2 separate regions of the Zea mays genome follow, and region 2 is linked to region 1. Evidence: chromatin contacts called from public Hi-C data. All regions are on one chromosome and are shown on one strand. The core of a region is the stretch at or near the end of the contact, and the rest is flanking DNA. Distances in the headings are between cores, read along the strand shown. Region 1 holds the start of LOC100191365. Region 2 holds the start of LOC100194202 (Cysteine proteinases superfamily protein).

The links. A called contact is a pair of places that touch in the nucleus more often than the background predicts.
Region 2: a Hi-C map of endosperm shows a contact between it and region 1, with 4 times the contacts expected there. The contact joins the promoter of LOC100194202 here to the promoter of LOC100191365 in region 1. A contact is called at or near these places in 9 of 25 Hi-C or Micro-C datasets (bundle sheath, ear, endosperm and 4 more) and 1 of 3 datasets of contacts at active chromatin or transcription factors (seedling).

What each region holds. Positions count from the first base shown.
Region 1 is chr4:14,043,763-14,049,345 of Zm-B73-REFERENCE-NAM-5.0, reverse strand. LOC100191365 reads left to right here and starts at 3,153. Exons shown (of 16, transcript NM_001136799.1): 1 at 3,153-3,307; 2 at 3,725-3,821; 3 at 3,941-4,038. The coding sequence starts at 3,236.
Region 2 is chr4:14,183,903-14,189,485 of Zm-B73-REFERENCE-NAM-5.0, reverse strand. LOC100194202 (Cysteine proteinases superfamily protein) reads right to left here and starts at 2,433. Exons shown (of 9, transcript NM_001139247.2): 1 at 2,234-2,433. The coding sequence starts at 2,297.

The sequences.
Region 1 (5,583 bases), core at 1,904-4,403:
ACCGAATGAAGTCGCTCCAGTCATCGATGCAGTGTTGTGGCAGGTGTCGCAGCCACTGCAATGCATCCTGCTCGAGAACGATGGGAAAGTACGCAGTCATCATGTCTTCAGTTGCCCCAGCGGTCCGAGCGGCGGTCGTATAGATGATCAATCGGCCTCCTGGGTCCTGCTTAGGCTCATATTTGTCGACGTTGGAGACCTTGAAGTTTGGGGGCCACTGGATGGCCCTAAGACGCGAAGTAAGCGTGGATACTCCACATGTGCCCTCCTGTCGACGTTCGTGGTGCCGGTCCCGGGGAGGGGAGTTGCTGATGTGCCGTCTCGATCGTCCCCGGGTCGGGTCACTAGTTGAGGCTGCTGCCGACTCAACTCGGGTGGCGCGACTTCGAGCCAGGACGCCACGGTCCCGATCGTACTCCTCCCGGCGCCTTATCTCGTTTTCGTGTCGTCGTTCGCGCGAAGCATTGATGGAACTCCGTGCGTCTCGCCGACTGTTGATGGCGTGCCGCAGATCGCTCGAAGGCCGAGCGAGGGGTAGAAGATGATTAGCTGCCCGAGTGAGCAGTCGCCGATAGCCCTCAGCATCTAGAGTCCGCGGGATGCCATCAGCTATCCGAGCCAACACTCCTCCGACTTCACTCGGCGTGTTCATTGCACGAGCAAAGTCAGGGTTTAGGTTTCGAGCGAAGAGAGGATTCTCTCGGCGTAACCTTGCATCATGCTCAGCTTGTTCTCGATCTCGGTCTTGAGCCTGCCGGCGGTCACGTCGGCAAGAATTCCTCCTTTATCTGAAGACTCGTTCATCAGGAGTTTCTCCTATTTCTGAGACATCATCCTGGGATACGGGCTGCGCTAGGTCCCGTTCCCCAGCCTCGTGATGTCGCCGAATATTCTAGCGTCTGTTCCTCCGTCGCCAAGCTTCTCGCTGGGGAGGTTCTTCCCCTGGCATGGTTGGCTCGTTGTCAGAGATGGGAGATGACTCCAATCTCCCCCCGATGAAGAGGACGTCGGGGTAGAAAGGAGTTGCTGCGGTGATGAATTCCTTTCCGTCTTTCTTTGAGGGTGAAGGTGTCAGAAGGATAACTTGACAAGCTTCCACCTTGCTTGCTTCCTTTTTCCTTGTAATCCGTGTCCACTCCTTTGTGGGCGAAGTGAGCAACGGGGTTCTTCGGGCAAGTGAATTCCCGGCTCTCGACTTGCAAGGGACAGTCTTCGTCTGGGGCGCAGGACGTTGCACTATTCGCTGCTTCGTTCCGACTTTCTCGGAGATTTCCGAGGAAGGCTTCTTCTCCGGTGGATCCGCTATGCGGTACATAATTCCCTTCTCATCTGTTACGGACGAGATGGTCCCGAAGCAAAATACGGATCCAGGGCGGAGAGCAATCTTGCACTAGGAAGTGACAACCATTGAGCTAGCTTGGATCAACGACACCCCCCTACCTGGCGCCCTAGCTGTCGGTGTTTGGAGCCCGACCGCAGACCTGGGGTTACCCCTCGCGACGCTTTTGGGTAGGACGGTCTTGTTGACTGTAACTCAATGGTTCGTGCGAGATGTACGAGGGATGACAGAGGATTTTCTACAGGTTCGGACCGCTTTGAGATGCGTAACACCCTACTTCCTGGCGTGGATCTTTTATGTGGTAGGTTACAAGGGAAGTCTCCTGTATGGAGAAAAGCTAGTGGCTAAGTAGATGGTCGATGATTCTGATGGGGTACCCCTAGCCCTAGGCCTTATATACTTGACCGTGTGGTATTACATGCGTGTATGATGACGATGTGTACCTAAGTAATAGTGAACTGACTGAACTTATCTTCCTATAATCTTGCCGACTTATCCTTATTTTGTTCTGACGTCCGAGGGCGCTGCGCGGGAGAATCGGATCAGCGCTGTGGATAATGCTTAAATCCAACGAGCCGCCTGGGCCTAAGTCTGCTTCTTCCTCGCGTCGGCCCATTCCGCCAGCAATTCTCCCCTGGCCCACGAAGGGACGGCCTTGCGAGACAATAGGCCCAAAGCCTTTCGCGAGGCCTTCTTGCATTCGAGTGGACCCGGGGATATCCGTCCCCACAGGAACCAAACCCGAATAGACTCACAATTTCGGTTCGGTCCACCGAATAGACCCGAATTATAGAGAGACTAGTATATTTTGTTAAAATATATACAATGAATAATTAATTGAAAGTACTATTATTACAACAAGTGACTATAAAAATTAGCATACAAAGATATATATACTATTGTTAATATGATATCATTATTTCTAGCTAATAAGTTCATAAATCATATAATAATACCATCACATATTATGAGTTTTTTTATATTTCGGGTTATTTGGTCTATTCAGGTTTTAAAGGTTAGGAACCGAACCCATACCCCGAAATATAGCACATATAGGAACCGAACCCGAACTCGAAAACAGAATAGACCGACAATTCGGGTTTGGTTCGGATTCAGTTTTCGGTTTTAAAATGCCCACCCTACCGGCTACGACACGTGGGCACATGCTCCACTTAACAGCGACATGTAATGGCAATGACATCGAAGGGATGGAAAATAACCAATGGCTTTGAATGAAACATATAATTTTAAATGATATCTAAAGGATTGATATATGTTTGGATGACATGGAAGAGATTTTGTCCATCGTATCACGGTATTAGTATGATTTGAATCTTGAAGTCGATTTCATCCAGGTAGGCCACACGACACGATAGGACAAGCAGGCGGTATCCGAGTTCCGAGTTCGCCACACGGCACTGCACTGCACCCGCTGCATGGATTTTCGCGCGTCACTAGAAGCTCCCTGCCATCCGATAGGCCATTCAACGCTACGCGGCGCGCATCCTTTGCCTGGATGGCCCCAGCGAACCAGCCCATAAACCTTTTTCACACGTCTGACTTGTTTACCCCGACACTCAAACCTACTGATGGTGGGCCGGACCCCCCTAGTGAAACGCCGCACGCAAAGAGGAAGACATGAATCTAGTGCCCCCCTCAAGCCAGTCAGACCGTCACCCCAAACCGGTCTTTGTCGCTTCAAACCGTCCAAGGGATTCAAAACGCAAATCGAACCGCCACGTGTTCGCTTGGTTTCTTTCTTTCTCCCTACGCCTTGTCCGCTCCTCTCTCCCTCTCTCGTTCTCGTCCTCGTCTTTCTCGAGCCGCGAGGCGATCGCATCGGAGACTCGGAGCCGGCAAAACCCTAAGGGGAAGGTTTCTGCAAGGAGGAGGGAGATGCAGGGCGCCAGCCACATGCTCCTGGAGGAGCCCTTCCGCCTCGCCTCCGTCCTCTCCCCCGCCAAGCCTGTAACCGTCGCTGCCTCCATTTCTCTCTATATTTCCCCGCCCCTGATGGATCTCGCGCTTTAGGCGCCCGTGTGCATCAGCGCTTGCGCACTCTGCACGGCCGGTGTGGCGAGTAGTCTGTTTGGTTTGGTCGATCGGTTGGCCGGGTTTGATTTGGTGGCCGGAGAGTCGGGCGGAGTGCCGGGTTTGCCGAATTTGAGGCAGGCCAATTTTTGAGTGATTTGTGTTTAGTGCGTGCTCGCAACGGGGGTTATCTGTGGAAGCGTGGATTTTGTCGGAATGGCGTGAGATGTGAAATTGGGATTATTCAGTACGCGCTAATTTGGGCGATCACTTGTAATGGAACTTTGATTTGACTTGGTCTTGAGGATTAACGACGTTGGCCAGCTGATTTGTTTGTCGTGTGCACCTGTGCAGAAAGTATTCCCATCACTCACCAAGATAGTTGGGACGCTCGGGCCCAATTCACACTCGGTTGAGATTATTCAGGAATGCCTCACTGCTGGAATGTCAGGTTTGAGTTCACCAACTTTATTTGTATCCTCATTTATTTGCAATTAGACTAACTTTGATATTGTTGGTTACTAATTAATATTAACAGTAATTGTGACATGTGTATGTTCTGTTTTGCAGTTGCACGGTTTGATTTCTCATGGATGGATGCTGCGTATCACCAGGAGACCCTTGATAATTTGAGGAAAGCGGCACAGAATGTGAAGAAGTTGTGCCCTGTAAGTTGATTCCTGAAATCTCCAGATATAATTATTTAACATACCTGGGCATGATTGGTGAAGTATCATTTCATGTGCAAACATTGCCTTGCCTTGGCAATTTTTTACTGAGTTGTCAGCAGAAAGGAAATTTCCTAATGACCCGCTGTCAACTTATACCTGAAATCTTCAGATATAATTATTTAACATATCTATACATGATTGGTGAAGTATCTTTTCATTTGCAAACATTGCCTTGCCTGGGCAATTTCTTACTGGGTTGTCAGCAGACGGGAAATATCCAAATGACTCGCTTCCAACTTATTTGATGGTTTTCTTATATTAGTTTTCTTGTGTAAGACAGATTGAAAATAACATGGTTTTTTCATTTGAGTTCAGCTTTTACTAGAAAACTTATGGCTTGGCGGTGCCATCTTTGAGGTAGCCTGTGGTGATTTTGTGTCTGTGGATGAATCTAATTGCAGAGACGCTAAAAAATAATTTTGATGTTATCCAGTTATAGTTTCTATAGTTTAATATATGTAGTTTTGGATTAGCATATATATTATACCTGGGATGCCGGGAAAGCCCAAAGTTAATTATAAATTGATATAATTTTATTACACAGAAATAATGTGCGTAGTTCAATTCTTTTGTGAAAAGGAGACTTCAATAGACCGGACCCATCACAACATGTGCCTGCATTTATTCCTTGAAATTCTTGATTCTAGTTTGAATATCTGGCCTAAAAAGCTTCAATAGGATCCATGCTGTAATTTTACTTTTTGTCTGAGAGAGAGAGAGAGAGAGAGAGAGAGAGAGAGAGAGAGAGAGAGAGAGAGAGAGAGTTTGTTGCTCAAGTGTTCAGATCATTTTGATTTCTCTATGGAAATATAATCAGCACCTCAGCAGTAATTGAATCAAGGAGTGAAACCCAACATTAGAAACATAAATGTACCAAATGCTACAGATTACATGATTAAATTATTTGATAAACTTACACGGAACATCAATATAATGCAGCAGATCCATTTGTTACATAAAAATTTGGAAAAAAAAACAATGATGTCTATAACCATGTAAGTATATATTGAACTTTTGTGTATTTGGTACTTGCATTCCTAACAGGATCATAGGGTATTCTTTAATCTTAACTATCCAAAAGATACAACAAAGTCTTTTAGTGCCAAACAAATTGCTATAGGCTAGAGTTGAAACCCAACAAAAACCACAAGTCAAGGTTCAGGTACATGGATAGTCGTTTTTCATGTACACCTATTCAAGGCTAAATCTTTAGGTATATTCCATTCTTTCAAGTCTCCTTTTATTGTCTCTTTTCATGTTAGCTTCAGTATTCCCTGCCTCTCTTCCAATAATCCATTGCAATTGTGCCTTAGGATCTCACTACGCACTAGTGCTTTTAAAGCTCTTCGTTTGACATGTCCAAACCATCTCAACCAGTATAGACAAGTTTTTTTTTAATTGGTGCTACGTGTAGCCTATCACACATACCATCATTCCAGACTCAACCCCTTATATGTCCACAAATCTAACGCAACATACACA
Region 2 (5,583 bases), core at 1,184-3,683, 140 kb before region 1:
ACTGTAAAGCAAAGGAAGCCCAAGCTCTATCCGGGCTAGTCTTTCGAAGCCACAACCATCTAACCCGAAGAGGCCAATTTAAAAATTGCAGATTTGTAACAGGGGTACAAGTATATATAGAACCCTAGTGGGCCAGGCCCATATACACAGATACTCTAACAATTCCGAGGCCTCCCAACTCTTTAGGTCTACTGACCTTCGACCAGGCCACCAAGCAATGGCCCCCATTTGCCTCAATTTTGTCATGCCACAAAAAGTTACGTCCGATCTTGTCCATGGCCTTGAGAGCCCATGAAGGGAGGTCCAGAGCCATGGCATGATAGATAATAGTAGCTGTTAACATAGACTGCACCAGGACAGCCCTACCGGCCCTAATCGTAAGTTCAGCCTTCCACCCAGGAAGAAGGTCAGCCAATCGGTCAAAAATGAGGGGCTGCAACTGTGACTTAGTGAGCTTCTTCAGGGACAGGGGCAATCCCAAATATTTGACCGTGAATTCATCCAGTCGGCAAGGCAGATGGTCATGGACAAAAGCCAAATCATCATGAGAAGTCACCAGATCGTGGGTTCGAAGCAGCCTCTCCACATTTACAGGGGGGGAGGGGGACGCTTGCCTCGGTTTATCACTTCCCAAACCCACTTGTGGGCGCCTCCTATATTTGGTCTGCCTTTTTCTAAGGATTTGAACCTTGGTTGGTGTCTCTCTCAATTGGGGAGCTTACCATTACACTAGTCATGTTCACACTAACTGTGAAAACTAGTATCCTCCAATTCACCATTACACCAATTAGGGCCTAATTTAAAAAAACGAATTGAAAGGAGAAAATACAAGGTACATGACCAAATCTTGTAAACTACCATAACAAGATAAAGGGAAACGAACTATAAACTCAAACTAAATGTTTTAACTACTCATATCTGTGAGAGGTCAATGCAGCCTGAGGGCACTTAGTACTTGATGGTCCAATTTGATTATGTGGCTTTTTTTGTTGTGATTTTGGAGACATAAGTGCCATGCTTCCAATATATTTAAATAAATTAAATATTCTAATTCTGAATAAAACAATCAAATTATTCAGATTACAGCCATATGTAAATGAATTGATAAAGAACAAGACCATTTCCAATGTTTGCATACAGGAAACAAAAATACTCAAATTCATATTAACATTCAGCATGGCATGTAGATGAGGAAGTCGGATAAACAAGATAAAACTGAAATTAATCTGATAGTAGATGGAGTCAGATTAACAAGATAAGTATAGCAATGATGAAATTAATCTTATAGTTTGACTGTTTGAGTTCAAATATATTACACTCAAAATTGTGGGTTGCTGCTCTAGACAGACCTCCAACACTGTATGATGTTCAAAGATCCTTGACTAACCTAACAGCTCATGAGATACAAAACAAGGTTTTAGATCATATATTATAGGCCAAAAACAATAAACAGCAATATTAAAAAAAGATGAAAACTGTAACCAAAAATCTGTAACCAAAAATCTGTAACCAAGGCATCGTAATTGTATCGTTTCCGTTAAGACAATATCATTTCCGAAAATTACCATATTTAAAATTTGAATTTTAAGTATCTGTCGACATGGTATTGTGGTCGACAATAAGTAGATTAATTATGCAACCAAGTAAATTTCTACCCGACCAGCAATCGTTTTCGTATAGAAGATACTGTTTCCAGCCTTTTCCACGCTTTCATCCCTTTATTATCAAGATGACGTTACTGTAAACAGGGACAGCAAGAACAGCACTTAATTCGAATAATATTTCAACACAGAGAGGTTTTCAACTAGGCAAATAATATAGCAATGCTGAAATTAACAACAATCTAAAAACCCTATGACTGTCACTTTGTTTCACCACAACGCTACTATCATCGAGTAAAGTAAGTTCGCCTACAAATGTGCAATCACATCCAAGTATACACCTCCGAAGTCCGAACCGCACATACAGCAACAGCCGGAGAGAATGTAGCCCAAAATCTGAGGCAAAATACACCTCTGAACCCTCTCAGTTTCAGCCAATCTGAACCGGTACAGAGCAATAAATCAGGCAACAGACAATCCAAAGCGCAGCGCCCACCAAACCGCAGCTCCACCGTGCCAGCACATCAAGCAGAGCACCCCGAGCGCCACAGCACGTGGCCCGAAACATCAGGCGCAGCACAGCGGAGGGAAAGGGGAGATTTCGGGGGGGACGAGGGGGCGGAACGTCTCACCGTCTTCGGCGTCGCTGTCGAGGTCGATGAGCGCCTGCCCCTTGTCGCGGCGGCAGCGGGGCATAATTGTCCGCTTCCGCCCGCTCGCCGTCGGGGAAATGCCGATCGCCTTCTCTAGGGTTTGGCCCGGCGGATTTGGGGGAGTAGAGGACGGGCGGGAAGGCAAGTAGTGGAGTGCAGGAGGGAGAAGCGGGTTTTGCTTTTTGCTGTTTGCTGTCGTCTTCCTTCCCACACCAGCCTTTTTCTGTGCAAGGACACCTGGAGCGGTGGTGTCGATACGTGGACTGTGGACAAACGCGGTGGTGACGCGATACGTAGACAAAGTGCATGGCGCGCGCCCTGCACGCGGATATTGAAAAGTTGTTATAGATTACAAAAGCTCTATATTATATTCATATTTTTATAGAATAAGTTTCAGATACATTGTAACATATGTTTTAGGAACAATTGGATCTATACCATTAAAAGATCCAAACTTTAGATATATACCATGGACCTCACATGTCATTGACCCATGTGGACCCACATGTAAGTGAGATAGTAATGGTATGGATCCAAAGTGGTGATCTTTTAATGGTATGGATCCAAATTTCCCTATGTTTTATCGGTTTTTTATCATAGTTAGAAACTAAATTTACAACAATACAAGGAGGGGATATTTAGGCTGTCTCCAGCAGCGTCCCCTAAATTTCGTCCCCTAAAGGAATATTCCCTGTACTTTACAGGACACTCTAAAAGATTCTGTCCTCTATATCTTCTGTGTCTCCAGCAACGTTCCCTAAATTCGATCCCCTAAAGCTACAGTGTTAACAGAATTTGTTTTTTCTTTTCTTTTTCTGTTTTCTTTGTTTTGTACCCATTTAATGGTACTTAAAGGATGCTAAAAAATTTGTAATCAATAAAATTTGAAATAATAATCTAAAAACTATGGTTCATTAATAATTTCGAAATGTACAAAACAAATAACATTGCAATTTATGTTCTGTGCAATTATTGTGGAAAAAACGTGACACCATATTTGAATCGTACGAAAAAATGTTTACGAATTCACATGCTTCCACCGTAAGCCACGACACTTCTTGAACAAGCCATTGTCTAGCTTCGGCTGCACGACAAGCGCATGGCTTCTCTCCGAAGCCTATCCCTTCTATAAATAATCACTACTTCAACACTTCACTCACACTTCGCATACACTCATCCACAACAATGGACCGGTTCGTAGATTCCAATATTTTTCTTAGGATGGCACAAGACATGGAAGATGAAGACCATGAGCTCGAGGTTGCGACGTACCAACATCGTAGGCGTCGTGCACTTAACGAGCGTCGGTACGCTGGTTCCATTCCCGGTCGTGTTCGAATCCATCGTGACCATATCAGTGGTGATGCAAGAATCTGAGCCGACTACTTTTGCGCCCATCCGGTTTACACGGATGCACAATTTCGGAGGAGGTATGTTTATTCATACGCACATGTATTAACGTCCATAGTACGTACTTCACAATTGTACTAAAAAAAGTTTGCAATATAGGTTTCGCATGCGTCGCCATGTGTTTGAGCGTCTCGTTCTTGCTGTGCAACAAGTGGATCCGTACTTCGTTCAACGTCCAAACTGTGCCGGTGAGCTAGGCCTATCTGCCCTTCAGAAAGTTGTTGCTGTCGTACGTATCCTTGCATACGGTGTTCCTGCGGATGCCGTTGACGAGTACGTACGAATTGGAGAATCTACAGCACATGAGGCTTTGAAACACTTTTGCACTGCCATACAAACTGCTTTTGGGGGGTACTATCTTAGGAAACCTACTCCTGCTGATATCGCTAGGCTTCTCCATGTTGGAGAATCACGCGGCTTTCCTGGTATGCTTGGTAGTGTCGATTGCATGCATTGGGAGTGGCGTAACTGCCCAACTGCATGGAAGGGGATGTTTACCGGTCGCGGTAAACACCCTACAATGATCCTCGAAGCTGTTGCCTCATATGACTTATGGATTTGGCATGCATACTTCGGCATGCCAGGTAGCTGTAACGACATCAATGTTCTTCAGCGTTCTAACCTGTTCGATTCGCATCTTCATGGTGATAGTCCACCAGTGAGTTTCTCCGTCAATGGACACACCTACAACATGGGATATTACCTAGCAGATGGTATTTATCCGGACTGGCCAGCGTTTGTGAAGACAATCTGTCATCTGTATGATGTGAGGACCCAACATTTTGCCACTGTTCAAGAGTCTGCTAGAAAAGACATTGAACGAACATTTGGAGTACTACAGAAGCGATGGGCCATAGTTCGTGGTCCTGCATATGGTTGGTCTCCACAACACATTGGAGATATCATGAAAACATGCATCATATTTGAAAGGGAAATGTGCCTTTGGGCCATTTCTAAGTATTTTGGTGATTGAGTGCAAACACAAGTGCTTAATGTGAAAATATGCCCATGGATGAACAAAGTGCAAATCACAAGTTAAGGTATGTTTCTAAGCCTTAGTACATTGGTTTTGTGTACTAATATATTTGTCTAAGTGTTAGAAACAGATAAAAGAAGAGAAGAGAAGACTTGGCTGTGTACAGCCAAGGGGCTGTTTCGGTCTGGGGCACCGGACTGTCCGGTGGTGCACCGGACAGTGTCCGGTGTGCCAGGCTGCCTCGGCCGAAGAGGCCGCTCTCGGGTTTTTCTCCGGCGACTTCGGCTAAAATTCACCGGACTGTCCGGTGTGCACCGGACTGTCCGGTGAGCCAACGGTCGGCCGGGCCAACGGTCGGCCGCGCGATCGGCGCGCGACACGTGGCCGAGCCAACGGTCGGAAGGAAGCACCGGACTGTCCGGTGTGCACCGGACTGTCCGGTGCGCCAGATCTACAACGGTCGGCAACGGTCGGCTTCGCTTTTTATGGAAACAAATCGGGCACCGGACAGTGTCCGGTGCGCCCGACGACAGAAGGCAAGAATAGCCTTCCAGATGTGCTCTCAACGGCTCCTAGCTGCCTTGGGGCTATAAAAGGGACCCCTAGGCGCATGGAGGAGAATACCAAGCATTCTTTGAGCACTCTTGATCACTCACACATCAATCTCGCGCACTTGTTCGACATTCTAGCGATTTGAGCTCCGTTCTAGTGTGCTAGTCTTTTGAGCTCAAGTCTGGGTCTTGTGTGTGCGTATTCGCTGTGATCTTTGTGTTGTGTGTGAGTTGCTAATCCCTCCCTTGCTCTGTGATTCTCTGTGAACATCTTTTGTAAGGGCGAGAGGCTCCAAGTTGTGGAGATTCCTCGCAAACGGGATTGAGAAAAGAAAAGCAAGAACACCGTGGTATTCAAGTTGATCATTGGATCACTTGAGAGGAGTTGAGTG